4 separate regions of the Sus scrofa genome follow, and regions 1, 2 and 3 are each linked to region 4. A link is a contact called in public Hi-C and HiChIP or PLAC-seq data. All regions are on one chromosome and are shown on one strand. Each heading gives the region's core, a stretch centred on a gene start, on an enhancer-like site or on the middle of the called end of the contact. The rest is flanking DNA. Distances are from core to core; before and after follow the strand shown.

Region 1 (3,413 bases), core at 233-2,732, 400 kb after region 4:
GTAAGAGACCACAGGTAACACAAAGCAGGGCACATCAATCATGCCAGCATCACCACAAGGACAGGGACAGACAGACAAACCAACCAGGAATATCTCTTTGAAGGGGAAGGAAAGAAGCAAAGCAGAAGGAAACCCAGAAAGATTCAGGCAAAGGAAAGGGAAGCATCCCCTTTTTTCCATCAGCTGGTGGCTTTCTGTCCTTCAAAGTCAAGACTTGAGTTGCTTTTCTTTCTTCCTCTTCTTCTTTTAAAGAGTTTCAACACAGTCCTAAGATAGTTCATGGTTTCAGCTCTTGATATAAAACTCAAACATTAAAATCAAATCAATCCGTAGAGGGCTGGGAAGAGGGTACTAAAGCCCACTATTGCCTCACAACTGAATTTAAGCTTGTTCTGACACCAAATTTGCGCTCCCAAATGTGGTGTGGGGGTGGGGGAGTTGTGAAGCCCATCACCCAAGTGCAGAAGCAGGGTAGAAACATGAGAAAAAAACAGAGAACCCTCCCTGCTGCACAGCCTGCAAAATGAGAAAACAGGAAGCTCTGTTCAAGAGGGTAGGAAGTGACTAAAATTCTCACGAGGTCAACAAGGTGGCCAGTAGAGTCAATATGACGTGGGGGCTCTCAAGGCACACTTGCAGGAATGGAAGGGGTTAAAGCTTCAAGTAGAAACAAAACGTATTTTAAATACTTAAATACTGATAAATATTTACTTTAGGTGCTCCTGAGGGTTTAAAAAAATATTTTGTCTCATTTTCCTCAGTGAATTTTAAGACAAAATTGGCATCATGTCAAAACCAGAGCTGTGGTTAAATCTGATCTGACTGAAGCATCCATGGTGCTGTGGAAACAGTCACCTCAGCTGAGACGCCTGAAGTTTCACTGCTCACGTGGCTGCACGAGGGCCTGAGGAGACACCGTGACTGCGCCGAGTCGCTCTCCCAAGGTACACGCCCACAGTGCCTAGGAGCCACCAGGACCCACCGCCCGGTGTGGAAGAGGCAGATTTTTCTTGGAGAGCTGTAAACTGACAGTCTGGTTCCAAGTGGAGTTGGTAATACTGGGATGCCATGAAGTTCCGAGGAGCCAAGCTACTTTCTAAGAGAGATACTGTCTCTGTTGCCTGCCTACTTGGGGAAAGTAGAAGGAATCAGCAAGTTAAGAGCGCTTAGGAAGGCCACAGGACAAAGGGAAAGACGACAAAGTTGAGATTCTGAACTTTCAGGCTTCCAAATACTATCTGTTTAAGTAGGAACTGAGTGTGGAGGCACTGTCCATGCACAAATGCAACGTCATAAAGAAAGTTCAGCAAGAGTAGTAATGCTGAAATTGCTAATCTAGGCTAGCTTTCTCTTGTGAATCAGGACCCCGGCACGGGCTAACAGTCTCTGCTAAAGAAGGATTGGCGACAGGCCCAGAGCAGAGAGTCTGGAAAGCTAAGTGCTGAGCTGGGAGCAGTTGGACACCACAGTGAGTAGGCACATGGTAGTCTCCGTATCTAAAGGAGCACAGACAGCAGTTTCTGGAACACATGCCTCCCCATGAGCTGGCCCTTTCGTGGGCTTGGCACCAGGGGGCTTTGCCATCAAGACCACACTGTAAAAGCTAATGGCTAGGAGAAAGGATTCAACATGATGTAACAGGAGAAAACATACTTAAAAGACTGCTAGGAGCTGGCTGGGAGCCAGGACCCAGGGCCAGCTGTAGCAGGCTTCTTCTTGGGAAATGCTAATAAGAAAAAGGGGAGTGTGGGGATGAGAAATGCAATGTTTCGATATTTAAGACCTAAAGGCAAAATAAAAATTCTCTTTCCACTGATGAGAGATCACCAAAAAAAAATAAAAAAAGCAAGAAAGAAAAAATCCACATTTAAGTGGTGTCAACGAGATCTCCTACGTCCAGACTCTGCTTTAGAGACTGGAAGCTTGTACTTTCCTGTATCAACCGAAGAAATGCTCTAGTTGGTTACACATTATCTCAGAAAGGACATGAAAGTAAAAACCCAAGCCTTGTCTGGGTGACGGGTGAACAATACAATCACAAAGGAGCTGCTCCCAAGGTAAGCCATGCATCGAAGAGGCCAAGCACATGATATTCAACCCAAACACACTCAACAGCCAGACAGAAGAATGAATATCACAATTAAGGGCAAAAATCATTTCTAAAAGGTAGTGTTTAGGATTTTCTCCCAAGATTAATTTCCACATTCTACAAACATGGATGGGTATGTCCAATGTGCTTTGGAAACAGAAAGAACCATAAGGAACAAAACAGTAATTTTTGATGCTTCAAGGATTTCTCACGATACCAGTATCTTGAAATTCCCGACTGGCCCCCTAGTGACGCCAGAAAAAGGGTTCCAGAAATATTTCTAAGAGATTTCTCTGGGTACCCAAGCTTTGTCAAAAGAAACTGAGAAAGATTTTAGGGCTTAAAAAAAAAAATCCATAAATGAAAGAAAAAGGGGAAGAGAGGAAGGAAGGAAAAGTGTATAAATGGAAAAGGCAGCCTCTGAGGATCAAGTTATAAGGAAAGGAAAAAAAGAGAACAAATGTGGTTTTTGGCAACTGCAACCAAATAAGACTGTCAGAAAATTCCACATTCAGACACCAGAATGTTTTCTGAAATGTGGCGGGAGCACTCAAAGACCAATGGACACTAGGTGGACAGGTGCTGCTGCATAAACATTGCTTCTTGATGATCCTGGCACACAAATGTGGAACAAGATCCCTTGTTGGGTGACTTTCTTCAGTCACAAAGGGCAGAATGGAGCCCGGCACAGGGCATTACTGCAAGGAGTTTTCACAGGTCCTCTGGGGAAGGGGGCGGGGGGAAGAGTTTTCTACAGGTCACTTTCACCCTGCCAGCACCTGAAGCATGTGGATCTGAAACCTCTACCTGTGCATCTTACACATGACCTTTCTTTTTCTAACTCTGCAAAGGCCAAATAAGACTTACAGGTGGTTCTTCAGCTTCTTTAGGAAAGTTCTGGTATTAGTCTGTTCCCTAAATTCTTGGTCCAGTTACCAGACCAGCAAGGTAGAAAAAGGCAGCGCAGCCTCTGCTAAAACACAGCAACAATTTTATCTGAACCAGGACGGAGAGCTCTCCCTCTTTGTAAACAGAGTTGTCTATATAATATATATTTATATACTTATATAATTTTTTCTTAATGGAGATTTGATCCCAGCCTAGAGTGAGCAAGGTTGGGAATCGGGGTTTTGGTTCATGAGGGTAATTTTGTCCTTCTGTTTTCTCAATCCTCAGTCCGAATGCTTGCACACTGGAAAATTCCAGATTAAAAGCCACAGAAAGGGAAAGAGTTTTAGAACATATTATCTCTTTGCTCGCACAAAGTACAAGGCGTTTGTTTTTGGATAGTACTTCACATTCTGTTTCTTGTCCATGAGTCCTC
Region 2 (3,599 bases), core at 454-2,953, 330 kb after region 4:
AAAAATGCTTGTATTGATCCTCAGTTGTTGCCAGCACTGTGCTGGATGCCTCGGACAGCAGGGAGTAGAGCACATGGAAATCTCTGCCTTTGAGCTGCGTGCATTCTAGAACAGCGCTCTCCAAGAGAACTTTCTGTGGGTGGAACGATGGTCCGAGGGCAATGTTCCATAGCTGTTCTGCGCCATGTGGTGGCCACTCGCCACGTGTAGCTCCCGAGCCCTTGAAATGTGGTCAATGCCCCTGAGGAACTGGCTTTCATTTTTTTTTTATCGTCATTAATTTACTATTATTATTATTATTTTGGTCTTTTTACAGCCACACCTGCAGCACATGGGAGTTCCTAGGCTAGGGGTCAAATTGGAACGGCATGCCACAGTCACAGCAACCCGGGATCCAAGCCACATCTGCGACCTGCACTGCAGCTTGCAGCAATGCCAGATCCGTAACCCACTGAGGGAGGCCAGGAATCGAACCCACATCCTCATGGATACTGGTTGGGTTTGTAACCCACTGAGCCACAATGGGAACTCCTCATCTTAATTAATTTAAATTTAAATGGCCCCCTGTGGCTGGTGCCAACCAAACTGGATCCTGCAGTTCTTGAAGGTGAGAAGGTTAGCTGGGATTAGAACCCAATTTTGGGAGTTCCCGTCGTGGCACAGTGGTTAACGAATCCGACTAGGAACCATGAGGTTTCGGGTTCGGTTCCTGCCCTTGCTCAGTGGGTTAACGATCCGGCGTTGCCGTGAGCTGTGGTGTAGGTTGCAGACTCGGCTCGGATCCTGCGTTGCTGTGCCTCTGGCGTAGGCTGGTGGCTACAGCTCCGATTCAACCCCTAGCCTGGGAACCTCCATATGCCTCGGGAGCGGCCCAAGAAATAGCAGCAACAACAACAACAATAACAAAAAGACCAAAAAAAAAAAAAAAAAAAAAAAAAAAAAGAACCAATTTTGTCTAACCTGGCTTTGTCTTACAAGCTAAAAATGCAGATCCCCAGGCCCTCCCTCAGATGCACGGAATCAGAAATTCAGGGCCCAGGAGTCTGTATTTTTGTCAAGGTCTCTGGGGGATTTTAATGCACAAGGGTTCACATTTGAGACCCACCACCTACCTGTCCAAGACTCCCAGTCGGGAAGGGTTTGAATTAGGTCTGACCTGTGCTGGGCTTCCTGGGTCAGGACCAGGCTGGCCCAGTCTGGCTAACACAGCCCTGTTTTCAGCTAGTCCTGGGCGTTCCTTTGTGGCTCAGTGGGTTAAGGATCTGGAGTTGTCACTGCTGTGGCTTTGGTTACAGCTGTGGTCTGGGTTCAATTCCTGGCCCAGGAACTTCTGCATGCCATCAGTGTGGCAAAAAAAAAAAAAAATGAAGAAAAGAACTAGTCCTGGCTACCAGCTTGTTATACCTTACCACTGTTCCCTGAAAAGCAAGAAGAGATGGCCTCTCCCTGGGCTCTGCAGAGGAGCTGGGGAGGGCTCCTGAGCTCCCTGTCTCGTCTCTGGGGCTCCCCAGTCCGCCAGCTCAAGGCTCAGGCTCTAGCTGGTGGGCAGCAGGACAGAAGCTTGGCCCAGAGCCCCAGCCGGCAGACCAGCCTGGTCAAGCAAGGGGAGGAAGGAAGCGAAGGCAGGCTGGGGGCCAGCGGGGACAGGGGTGCCGGTGACACAGCCCTCAGGAATTTGAAAACAAACATTCAGCCAGCAAAGGAAGAGGCTGCTGTCGGTTGCTGAGCTAGGGCGGGCCCAGTTCCTCTCCCTCCCAGGACAGGGGTGAATCCCAGTCCAGCTGACCGTGGCCCCTGGCTGGAACCAGTACCCGGGGAGTTTCCACTCACCAGCAGGAAGGGAGGGTCTCTGGGGGGTGTGCCCAGACACCGGGGCATCCTGGCTGGAGTGAGGAGAGGAAGCAGCAGAGAGCAGGGCAATGGAGGGGAAGGGTGCCAGGGGCAGTACTCAGAGGAAGCCCAGCCAGCAACAGGGTGCCTCATTGAGCTTTTATTGAGCACCAATGGTATATCAAGAATTCACAGCAAGGAGTGCCCACTGTGGTACAATGGGATCAGTGGGCTCTTAGGAGTGCTGGGATCCTGGTTCGATCCCCAGCCTGGCACAGTGAATTAAAAGTCCCTGGACACTGCAGCTGCGGCTTAGGTCATGACTGGCTCAGATCGAATCCTTGGTTTGGGAACCCCATATGCCACAGGGTGGCCAAAAATGAAAAAAAAAAAAGAATTCACAGCAAATCACTGCCCAGCTGATAAGGGAAGCAGGCACAGGAAAATAATACTAGGGGAAGCCCACAGGTCTTCAGGCCTTTGGCAGAGGAACTCCAAGAAGGCTTCCTGGAGGAGGTGGCACTTGAGCTGAACCCTGAAGCACACATTTTGCCAGGGCAGAACAGAATCATTTATCTCACCCCTCCCTCTCCCAGAGCCAGCCCTCAGTGAATGGATGCATCAGTGAGGGAAGAGCAGGTATACAGAATAAATGGATAAAGGAATGATCTGCTGAATAATATGAAGTCTGAAACCTCAAGGTCCAGACAGCAGAGTCCATCTTCCCACCCCTCCGGTATGAACTCTCCCCAAGGTCCTGGGGCTATGTTCCCACTTGGTACCCAGAGACTCTGGAGCCAAGCTGCATGGGTTCAAATTTCAACTCACTTACCAGCTGTGTGACTTTGGGTAAGTTGCTTAACTTCTCTGTGCCTCCGTGATCTGGAGGTAATAATACAGCCTGCTTCAGAAAGTTTTTGTGAGACCGAGTGAATTCAGGCAAGTAAAATGCATAGAACAGTGTCGGGATGTCGGGATGTAGTGAGAGCTACCTAGGTGTTGCTAATTATTCAGGCATTAGCTTCCTGATTCATTCATTCACTGGCTCACTTATTCATTCACTGATTCACTCCTTTATTCAATCCACCGCTCACTTCCCACTCCTCCCTCTTCATTTGTTGAGCAATCCCGGTTCCCAGGCCCTCTCCCTCCGCCTTCCCAGCCCCGCTTGCCAGTCCGGGACGGTGCCCACCGTGCTGCTCATGACATAACAATTTCATTCATTCCTCCCAAGCAAACAAGAAGACGCCCTCTGAAGCAGGGGTGACATGCCACGACCAGCACCAGGGCGTGGGCACTAAGCCTCCAGTGTGGGCTACTTGTCCAGAGGCCACCCCCGCCTCCCACCCTGACGCCCCCTACAGGGCAGCCTTGCCCACTCCCCTGTTGGACGGGCTAGGTTCTTCCAAGTCCTGACCTTGCCCTGACGTTGGCCCTTCGCCATGTCCACACCTCAGACTCTGCTAATGCTGGGAGCCCAGAGCCGGCTGAAGTGAGAGCTCGGAAGCTGGACCCCACTGCCTCAGGGGACGATGGAGCTGCGTCCTGAGCATAATGATCCCTTGCTGAATAATGTTAGATGGGCCGGCAGAAGATGCCACAGCTTCCCTCTCCCTCAGGCCCTGGAGAACAGGTCATACTGGGGGACAGCCCGTACGAACCATTTCCTGAACACCTCCGGCATGCCTGGCTCCTTCTGGGCCCCTTCTAACCTTTTCACAGCAGAGCCCACTGGGGCAACGGCTTGCATCTCACCTGTGAGGAAACGG
Region 3 (3,495 bases), core at 300-2,799, 350 kb after region 4:
TCCCAGAGCCCAGCCTCGGGTTCCCACTGGGGAACCAGAGACTCTGAAGGCTTGGGTTCCCTTAGAGGTACCCAAAGGGTCGGGGGAGGCCCTTGGGAGCCAGACACCCCCTGTCCTGCCAAGCTTACCTCCTTAAGTGCATTGAAGGCCTTGGTGGCCATGTCTTCGTCTTCAGAGCCCTGTGCTGTCCGCTTCAGGATGTTCTGGAGGGTGAGGTCAGTGCAGTGAGGCAGGCTATGACTTCTGCCAGTGAGCCTGCCCAGCCGTGGGTGCCCAGAAGGGGCCATGGAAGGCACAGTGGCTTCTACCCCACCCAGCCCTCACCACAGCCTGGTGCTCTCTAGGTACCTCCACCAGCATCTTGAGGCGAGTGATCCTCTGGAATGGCAGGATGAGGAAGGAGGTGAGGGGCAGACGTTGGCACACGGGGGACTCCTCCAGGCGGGCCAGGATGCCGGGGAACTTGGGGTTCTCCAGGCTGGAAAATGGGGAGAGTCTGCGATCACAGCTGGCCCTGAACTCCTGGGCTCCATGACTCCAGCCACCCCACTGGCTCTTCGGGTGCCTTCTCAGTACATCCTTCCTGTCCCATAGGGTTGGGTCTAGCCTTCTCCTGGTCACAGAGCCTTTTCAGGTGCCCCTCCCCTCCCAGGCCACCCTTCCTCACTCAGCACCCCACCCAAGCACCTACCGCTGCCTGAGACTCCTCTATCCTCCCCACCCCCCACCCCCCACTTTCAGAGAGCCCAGCCCTACAGCAGGCGCTGGTAGGTGCGCTCCTGATAGGCCTGATTGGTGACATAGGGCAGGTAGACTCGACGGAAGGCAGGGTAGTGGTGCAACACAACATCGCAGACGCTGAAGCGGAGGACATCTGCCTCCAGCCGCTGCTCCAGGTCCTGTAGGAATCTGAAAGGTCAGCAAGGGGTCAGGGCCAGGAGCCAACTGCAGGCTCGGTCCCTGACCCTGGAGAGGCCAGAGCACTCCCTCACCTCTCGCTGGTGCTCTTGACCTCGGGCAGTTTGGAGAACAGCCACTGCTTGTCCTGCGCCCCCAGACACTCACTCAGCTCAGCTGAGCCTAAGAAGTGGCCCACAGCCACGGACAGACTGTGGATGTATGAGGCCTCGGACGTGATCAGCTCAAACTTGGCCTGAGCGAGGGCGGACACAGGGTTGAAAAGGCCAAAACAACCCATCCTGAACCCCCTGGCCTCGCACACCATAAACCCTGGACACCACATCTTTAGACTTAGCAGTACTCTCGTGTCTCCGCCCCTTGTCTAGCCCCACCCCACAATCTGGCGCCCGGGAGGGTTCGGGGGACCCTCCTCCTGCTGCTCGCAATCGTTCAAACCCAGCTGAAGCTCTAGCAAGCAGCCCTATCCCTGACCATCCGCCCATCCTGCTGGACCCTAGTCTTCGCAAAGAGCTGCCCCTCCCATTAGCCCCGCCCTCCCGTCAAGCCCCGCCCCTGCCCTAGGCCCCGCCTGGTCTCGCTCACACCTTGCGTTTGGCGCTCGGGATGGCTCCCCTCCGTTTCAGAGACCTCCATCATAGGCCCCAGACAGATTCTGCCCCGCCTCTGTCTCTGGCCGTGCCCTATCCTAGGCCTTGCCCTGTTGGCCCCGCCCCTCCGTCCCGCTTTCCCACTCGCCTTTGGCTCCAGGGCTCCAGTGTCCTCGCTTGCAGCAGGTCCCGCCTTGTCAGGTCCTAGACCCACCTTCCCCATCGACAGTCCCCTTTTTGTGGCCCCACTTTCCCCTTTGCATCCCTTGCCCACCCACTGCAGTTTGCAGTCCCGCTGGCCTAGTACCCCTACGGCCCGGGTCGCCAAGTCCAAGGACCACCTACTGCTGGCCCCACCCCTTCGGGGCCCCAGGGCTGGTAGCCCCGCCGGCCCCGCCCCACTGCGGCTTTGCGCCCACCTCCTGCAGTTTGCAGTCGCGCAGGCTCAGCGTGGCCAGGACGCCACTGCCGCGCACGTCGGGGATGTCTTGCCACAGCGAGAAGGTGGAGCCTCGCGCCGAGCGCTGCGCCCGGAAGGAGCTGCTCGGAGAGAGGTTGGCGCGCGGCGGCCCGGGCCCCTCCTCTGCGCCCTCGGCCTCGTCCCCCGGGCCCTCCTCCTCGCGCTGCTGCCGCCGCAGTTCTCGGGCGCTGGCCACGTCGCTGTATTCCTGGTAGAGGACGGCTGGGCGGGAAGAGGGGCGGGAGAGGGCCGTGGGGCGCCCGGCAGCCGGGCCCGGCTCCTCCCCGGCTCCCCCAAGGGCCCGCCTTACTTAACCAGCCTTTCCGACCGTTCGGATAGCGGGACACAGTGAACTCATTCATTCACTCACTCATTCCACAAACACTGCGTGAGCACCAACTGCATACTAGCTCCTGTGCTGCATACCGAGAGTTCAATTCTTTCCCTCCTACAAGAGCCCTACCTTTCAACTCTCCGAACCCCAGTTTCCCAGTACCCCAAAGTCCCCAGCCCCTTAGTCGGTGACCCCCTCCCACGTACAGTTGAGGAGGAATCGTGACTGGCGCCGCTCACTGGCACTCCCGGAACCCAGAGCCGACTCTTCTTGCGCGCCCAGCCTAGGAAAGGGAGTGTCAGGGCCCTTCTTGTCCAGTACCCTGCCTCAGACTGGGTACTGGGCTGGGAGGTGGTACCTGGGCTCAGGCCAGCTGCCATGGCCCCCACTCGGGTCAACAGGTGCCGGCATCACGGTAGCGTCAAACCTCATTTCTACACTGCGTGACTCCCTTCCAGATGCTTTCCCTGGAGAGGGGGAGAGCTGAGGGAGGGTGGCCCTGACAGTGGCCCTGGGCGTGGGGACACCACACCCCAGTTGACCAGCCCCAGCCTCAAGGTCCAGTGTGTGTGAGTCGTGCCCCACTCCCCATCTGGCTCTTAGACTGCTCTGAGGGCCCAGGGGAGAAGCTGGTACCTTCCCGAGCAGTTCCAGTGCCTGGCCCTGGGGTCACTGCCCTGGCTGCTGAATTCCGCCCCAGGCGCAGGGACGAGTGCAGCCGGGTCATCAGCTCAGAGGCTGAGAAGCGCCTTCGCTCAGGCCCCTCAAGGCCCACTCGGGTGGGCCCAGGTAGCTCCAGCGGCCTCGGCTCCTCTGTGCTCAGGGCCTGCTCTGTCGCCTGGCTAGGCTCCAGGAAGACAGCATGGGCCTCGGGACTGCCAAGGGCCTCTTCTCGCTGGTACACCCGCATCTTGCGCCCTGCAGAGGGGTAGGAGAGAGAGCACAGGCTGGCATCCACTGGGGTCTCTCCCCACCTCCTCCCTGCCACTGGCCCTGAGCACTGGGGATGGGGACAGGTGCCCAAGAGAGAGGCCAATGGTATTTGGGTTTTTTTGCTTTTCAGGGACGCACTTGCAGCATATAGAAGTTCCCAGGCTAGGGGTCAAATCAGAGCTACAGGTGCTGGCCACAGCCACAGCCACAGCAACGCAGGATCCCAGCCTCATCTGCAACCTACACCACAGCTCATGGCA
Region 4 (3,503 bases), core at 366-2,865:
TAAAAAACCAAAAGCCAACAAGCTGTTATCAGAAAGGAAACTGGTGAAGTGTGTAAGGTACACTCTCCGTGTGATCTTTGTAACATTTCTGGAAATCTAAAATTATTCCAAAATTAAACATTTATTATTGGGGAGCTCCCTGGTGGTCAGTGTAATGGTTAAGACCCATTGTTTTACCTGATGCAGCCTGGGTTCAATCCCTGGTCTGAGAACTGAGATCCCACATTAAGGGGCTGCAGCTGGAGTTCCCGTCGTGGTGCAGTGGTTAACGAATCCGACTAGGAATCATGAGGTTGCAGGTTCGATCCCTGCCCTTGCTCAGTGGGTTAACAATCTGGCGTTGCCGTGAGCTGTGGTGTAGGTTGCAGACGCGGCTCAGATCCCGTGTTGCTATGGCTCTGGCATAGGCCGGTGGCTACAGCTCCGATTAGACCCCTAGCCTGGGAACCTCCATATGCCGCGGGAGCGGCCCAAGAAATAGCAAAAAGACAAAAAAAAAAAAAAAAAAAAAAAAAGATGCTGCAAGCTGTAGCAAAAAAGAAAAATATATATTATTTTTAAAAGTAACTAGAAGGGAATTCCTGTGGTGGCTCAGTGGTAACAAACCCAACGAGTATCCATGAGGACGTGGGTCGGATCCCTGACCTCACGTGGTGGGTTAGAGATCTGGTGTTGCTGTGAGCTGTGGTGTAGGTCGAAGAGGAGGCTTGGATCTGACCTTGTGGCTGTGGTGTAGGCCAGCAGTTATAGCTCCTATTCGACTCCTAGCCTGGGAACTTCCATATGCCATGGGTGCAACCCTAAAAAGACCAAAAATAAATAAAATAAAAGAAATAAAACAATAAAATGTAACTGGAAAAAGAGAAGCCTGTGAGTTCCAGGAGTCACTGCCCACCATTGACAAGAGGACACAGGACAAAGGAAGCCATTGAATGCTTTTCTGCAAAGGGCACTGTTTGAGGCGGGGGGCAGCGTCTGGAAAAGGAGGAGGGGTTCCATGGATGGAGGAGAAGGCAGGGAAGGTAAGGTGGGGAACCCCAGCCCAATTTATGGGGATTCCTGATGGTTCTCAATTGTTCTCAGGACTGGAGCAAGCCCCTGGTGGCCCTACATGGCTTTGGCCAGACTGGCAGTGTAAACAAAGCTTTGAGGCTAGCATTCCCCAACCCTGGTGGCCTGGGAGTCTTAGGGTGCCGTGGGGGGAGGGCTAGGGCTCCTCTCCACCCCAGCAGACAGCAAGCAGATGCCAAATGAGGGATCTCAAAAAATCAGGATGACCTTGAGCCAGTGTGGGTGGCAATGTTTTTCCATTCTGTAAACAGAACACAAATTCCTCAGGAAAGAAAATACAATAGAGCCCAGGAATCTTGATCTGGTCCTTTAAAACCGGGGTGGGAGGGGGGTGGGCGGCTGTTGCAAAGTTCAAGTTCCCAGGCAGAGACTGGCTGGAGCTAGAGAGAAACCTGAGAGGTATTAGTCTGAAGGCCTGCTCAGAAGGCAGGTCCAGAAAGGCCGGGGAGGGTTATGAAAGCTTTGCTTGGGGATGTGAGTCATGGGCCAGGCAGCTCAGGGCTGTGGCCTGGCTGAGCCCAGCTGGAACCTCCCTTGAAAACCTACACCTCTCAACGAGCACCCTCTCCCCAACCCCTGGGCAGGGCAGAACTCGGGTGGCCTGCCCCTAGCGCCACGTGGAAAAGACAAACAAAGGACCTGGCTGGCCAGGAGCTTCCAGCTCATGCATTTGTTTGTTCATTCATTCATAAAATATTCTTTGACCCCTTCTGTGTGCCGGTCACTGCCCATGGCACAGAACTCAGTTTAATGAGGAAGAGATGCATACAGCTGACAGGTCAGGACAAGAAAACTGGAGAGAGCATGACATCCACTGCAGGATGAGTGGGGATCTGCCAGTCAGGTGCTGTTCCAGAGCATTCCAGGTGTTTGCTCTCTGAGTGGGGCATTTGCATGTTGCTGGGGGTGCGAGAAGGGGCGAGGATGAGATCCAGTCCAGGGTAGGACCAAGTCGGAAAGGACCTCCAGGGCTGTGTGCAGAGGGTGGGACTGAAACCCTGAAGGCAATAGCCAGGTGCAGGAACCCCAAGCCCTGGTGGAATTCCGGAGCCGGGAACCAGAACACATTGAGTGCAACTGCCTATTCGCACAGAAGTGGAGACTAGAGCCCAGAGAGGGTGTGCGTCCTGCCAGGCTCACACAGCAGGTAGCATCATGCCCAGGTGTCCTGACTTCCAGAACAGGGCTTTCCCACCCCCTCCAGCTGTCTCCATGATCTCCCAAGACCTGCTTGTGGACCCAGGCAGGTGTCTGCAAACATCTCAAGGTGGAGGAGCGAAGGGTGTGGGTGGAAGAATTAGGTCAGTGTTTTGAACAGGCTGACCCAGGGCGGAGGATCCCCTCAGGGGAGGGGAAGGCGGGTGAGCTTCCTGCAGGGGTGAGAGTTGACTTTTGCCCCGAGGGACGAAGTGAGTCACGGGAGCAAGGCTCACACTTCCTCCTTCCTCTGGGCTTTGAGCTCAGCACCTTGGGGGGAGGCGCAGCCTGGGTTCCTGGGGGCGGCCCTCCTCCTTGCAGGTCCAGGCTCGGGGTGCCGGCTGTCTGCACTCCCCCAACTCCTCCACACTCCCTTTCTGAGGCCCTGGTAAGTTTCCATTTGGGGCTGACTCATTCTCCACCCATCACGTGGACCTGGGCTGCAGGCGGTCACAGCCTTCCCTCTGCCTGCCTGCTCTGAGCACAGCCCTCCCCCTCCCGCCCCCAGCCACGTCCCCTCCCCCATCCACAGAAGGATCCCAGGTGGCAAAGAACCTGTGGCTGCCCAGCCAGTGGAACAAAGTAATGACTGCAGGGACAGCCTCTTTGGAGACCAGGTCACCAGGGAGCTCCTGGACAGAGGACCAGAGATAATGTCCCCAGTGGCTGTCACTGATTGAAGGCCTACCATGTGGCAGTGCTAATATAGCAAACAGCTCCAGGGGCAGGATCATCGATGTCCCCATTTCACTGAGAAAAGGGTCCATAGTCAAGGGGAGTGGATGACCTTGATATTGAGCAGCATCAAGGGCCCACTCAGGACTCAGGTCATGGATTTAAAGGAGGATGGGGGAGTTCCTGTCTTGGCGCAGCGGAAACGAATCCGATTGGGAACCATGAGGTTGCGGATTCAACCCCTGGCCTTACTCAGTGGGTTAAGGATCTGGCATTGCTGTGGCTGGCATGAAGGCCGGCAGCTGTAGCTCCGATTCGACCCCAGCCTGGGAACCTCCATATCCAGCGGATGAGGCCCTAAAAAGCCAAAATAAATAAAGTGGGATGGGGGCGGCCGAGGAGGGGGAGTTCTCTTGCGGCACCAGAGGTTAAGGATCCAGCGTTGTCACTGCAGTGGCTCGAATGGCTGCTTTGATGTGGGTTTGATCCCTGGCCTGGGAACTTTCATTTGCCATGGTTGGGGCCCCCAAATAAATACATAACTAACGGGGGATGGGGCG

Evidence for each region. Hi-C and Micro-C count contacts between places; a contact is called where the count stands out from the background. HiChIP or PLAC-seq counts read pairs in DNA pulled down with a chosen protein or histone mark.
Region 1: a Hi-C map of subcutaneous adipose tissue shows a contact between it and region 4, with 2.0 times the contacts expected there. The contact joins two enhancer-like sites. A contact is called at or near these places in 6 of 47 Hi-C or Micro-C datasets (embryonic fibroblasts, epiblast stem cells, fetal skeletal muscle and 3 more) and 1 of 2 datasets of contacts at active chromatin or transcription factors (alveolar macrophages).
Region 2: a contact with region 4 is called in a Hi-C map of liver, with 1.7 times the contacts expected there. The contact joins two enhancer-like sites. A contact is called at or near these places in 4 of 47 Hi-C or Micro-C datasets (embryonic fibroblasts, liver, mesenteric adipose tissue and 1 more).
Region 3: a contact with region 4 is called in an H3K27ac HiChIP or PLAC-seq map of alveolar macrophages. The contact joins two enhancer-like sites. A contact is called at or near these places in 1 of 47 Hi-C or Micro-C datasets (mesenteric adipose tissue) and 1 of 2 datasets of contacts at active chromatin or transcription factors (alveolar macrophages).

The regions. Positions count from the first base shown.
Region 1 is chr6:75,365,604-75,369,016 of Sscrofa11.1, forward strand. FBXO42 (F-box only protein 42) reads right to left here. Exons shown (of 10, transcript XM_003127635.5): 10 at 1-3,413. The coding sequence ends at 3,334. Among named protein-coding and RNA genes, the nearest start is that of RSG1, 17 kb to the left of the region's middle. Within about 2 kb of position 1,483, at least 36 of the 83 cell types and tissues checked have an H3K27ac peak or open chromatin away from gene starts, as enhancers often do. A contact at or near this core is called in alveolar macrophages, embryonic fibroblasts, mesenteric adipose tissue and 2 more, where this site is marked.
Region 2 is chr6:75,301,683-75,305,281 of Sscrofa11.1, forward strand. No RefSeq gene overlaps it. Among named protein-coding and RNA genes, the nearest start is that of EPHA2, 24 kb to the left of the region's middle. Within about 2 kb of position 1,704, at least 48 of the 83 cell types and tissues checked have an H3K27ac peak or open chromatin away from gene starts, as enhancers often do. A contact at or near this core is called in embryonic fibroblasts, liver, mesenteric adipose tissue and 1 more, where this site is marked.
Region 3 is chr6:75,324,187-75,327,681 of Sscrofa11.1, forward strand. It overlaps ARHGEF19 (rho guanine nucleotide exchange factor 19), which reads right to left. Exons shown (of 16, transcript XM_021095415.1): 3 at 2,939-3,220; 4 at 2,661-2,769; 5 at 2,509-2,585; 6 at 1,928-2,190; 7 at 993-1,153; 8 at 757-909; 9 at 349-478; 10 at 129-203. Among named protein-coding and RNA genes, the nearest start is that of ARHGEF19, 9.4 kb to the right of the region's middle. Within about 2 kb of position 1,550, at least 72 of the 83 cell types and tissues checked have an H3K27ac peak or open chromatin away from gene starts, as enhancers often do. A contact at or near this core is called in alveolar macrophages, where this site is marked.
Region 4 is chr6:74,969,271-74,972,773 of Sscrofa11.1, forward strand. No RefSeq gene overlaps it. Among named protein-coding and RNA genes, the nearest start is that of FBLIM1, 41 kb to the left of the region's middle. Within about 2 kb of position 1,616, at least 60 of the 83 cell types and tissues checked have an H3K27ac peak or open chromatin away from gene starts, as enhancers often do. A contact at or near this core is called in alveolar macrophages, embryonic fibroblasts, liver and 3 more, where this site is marked.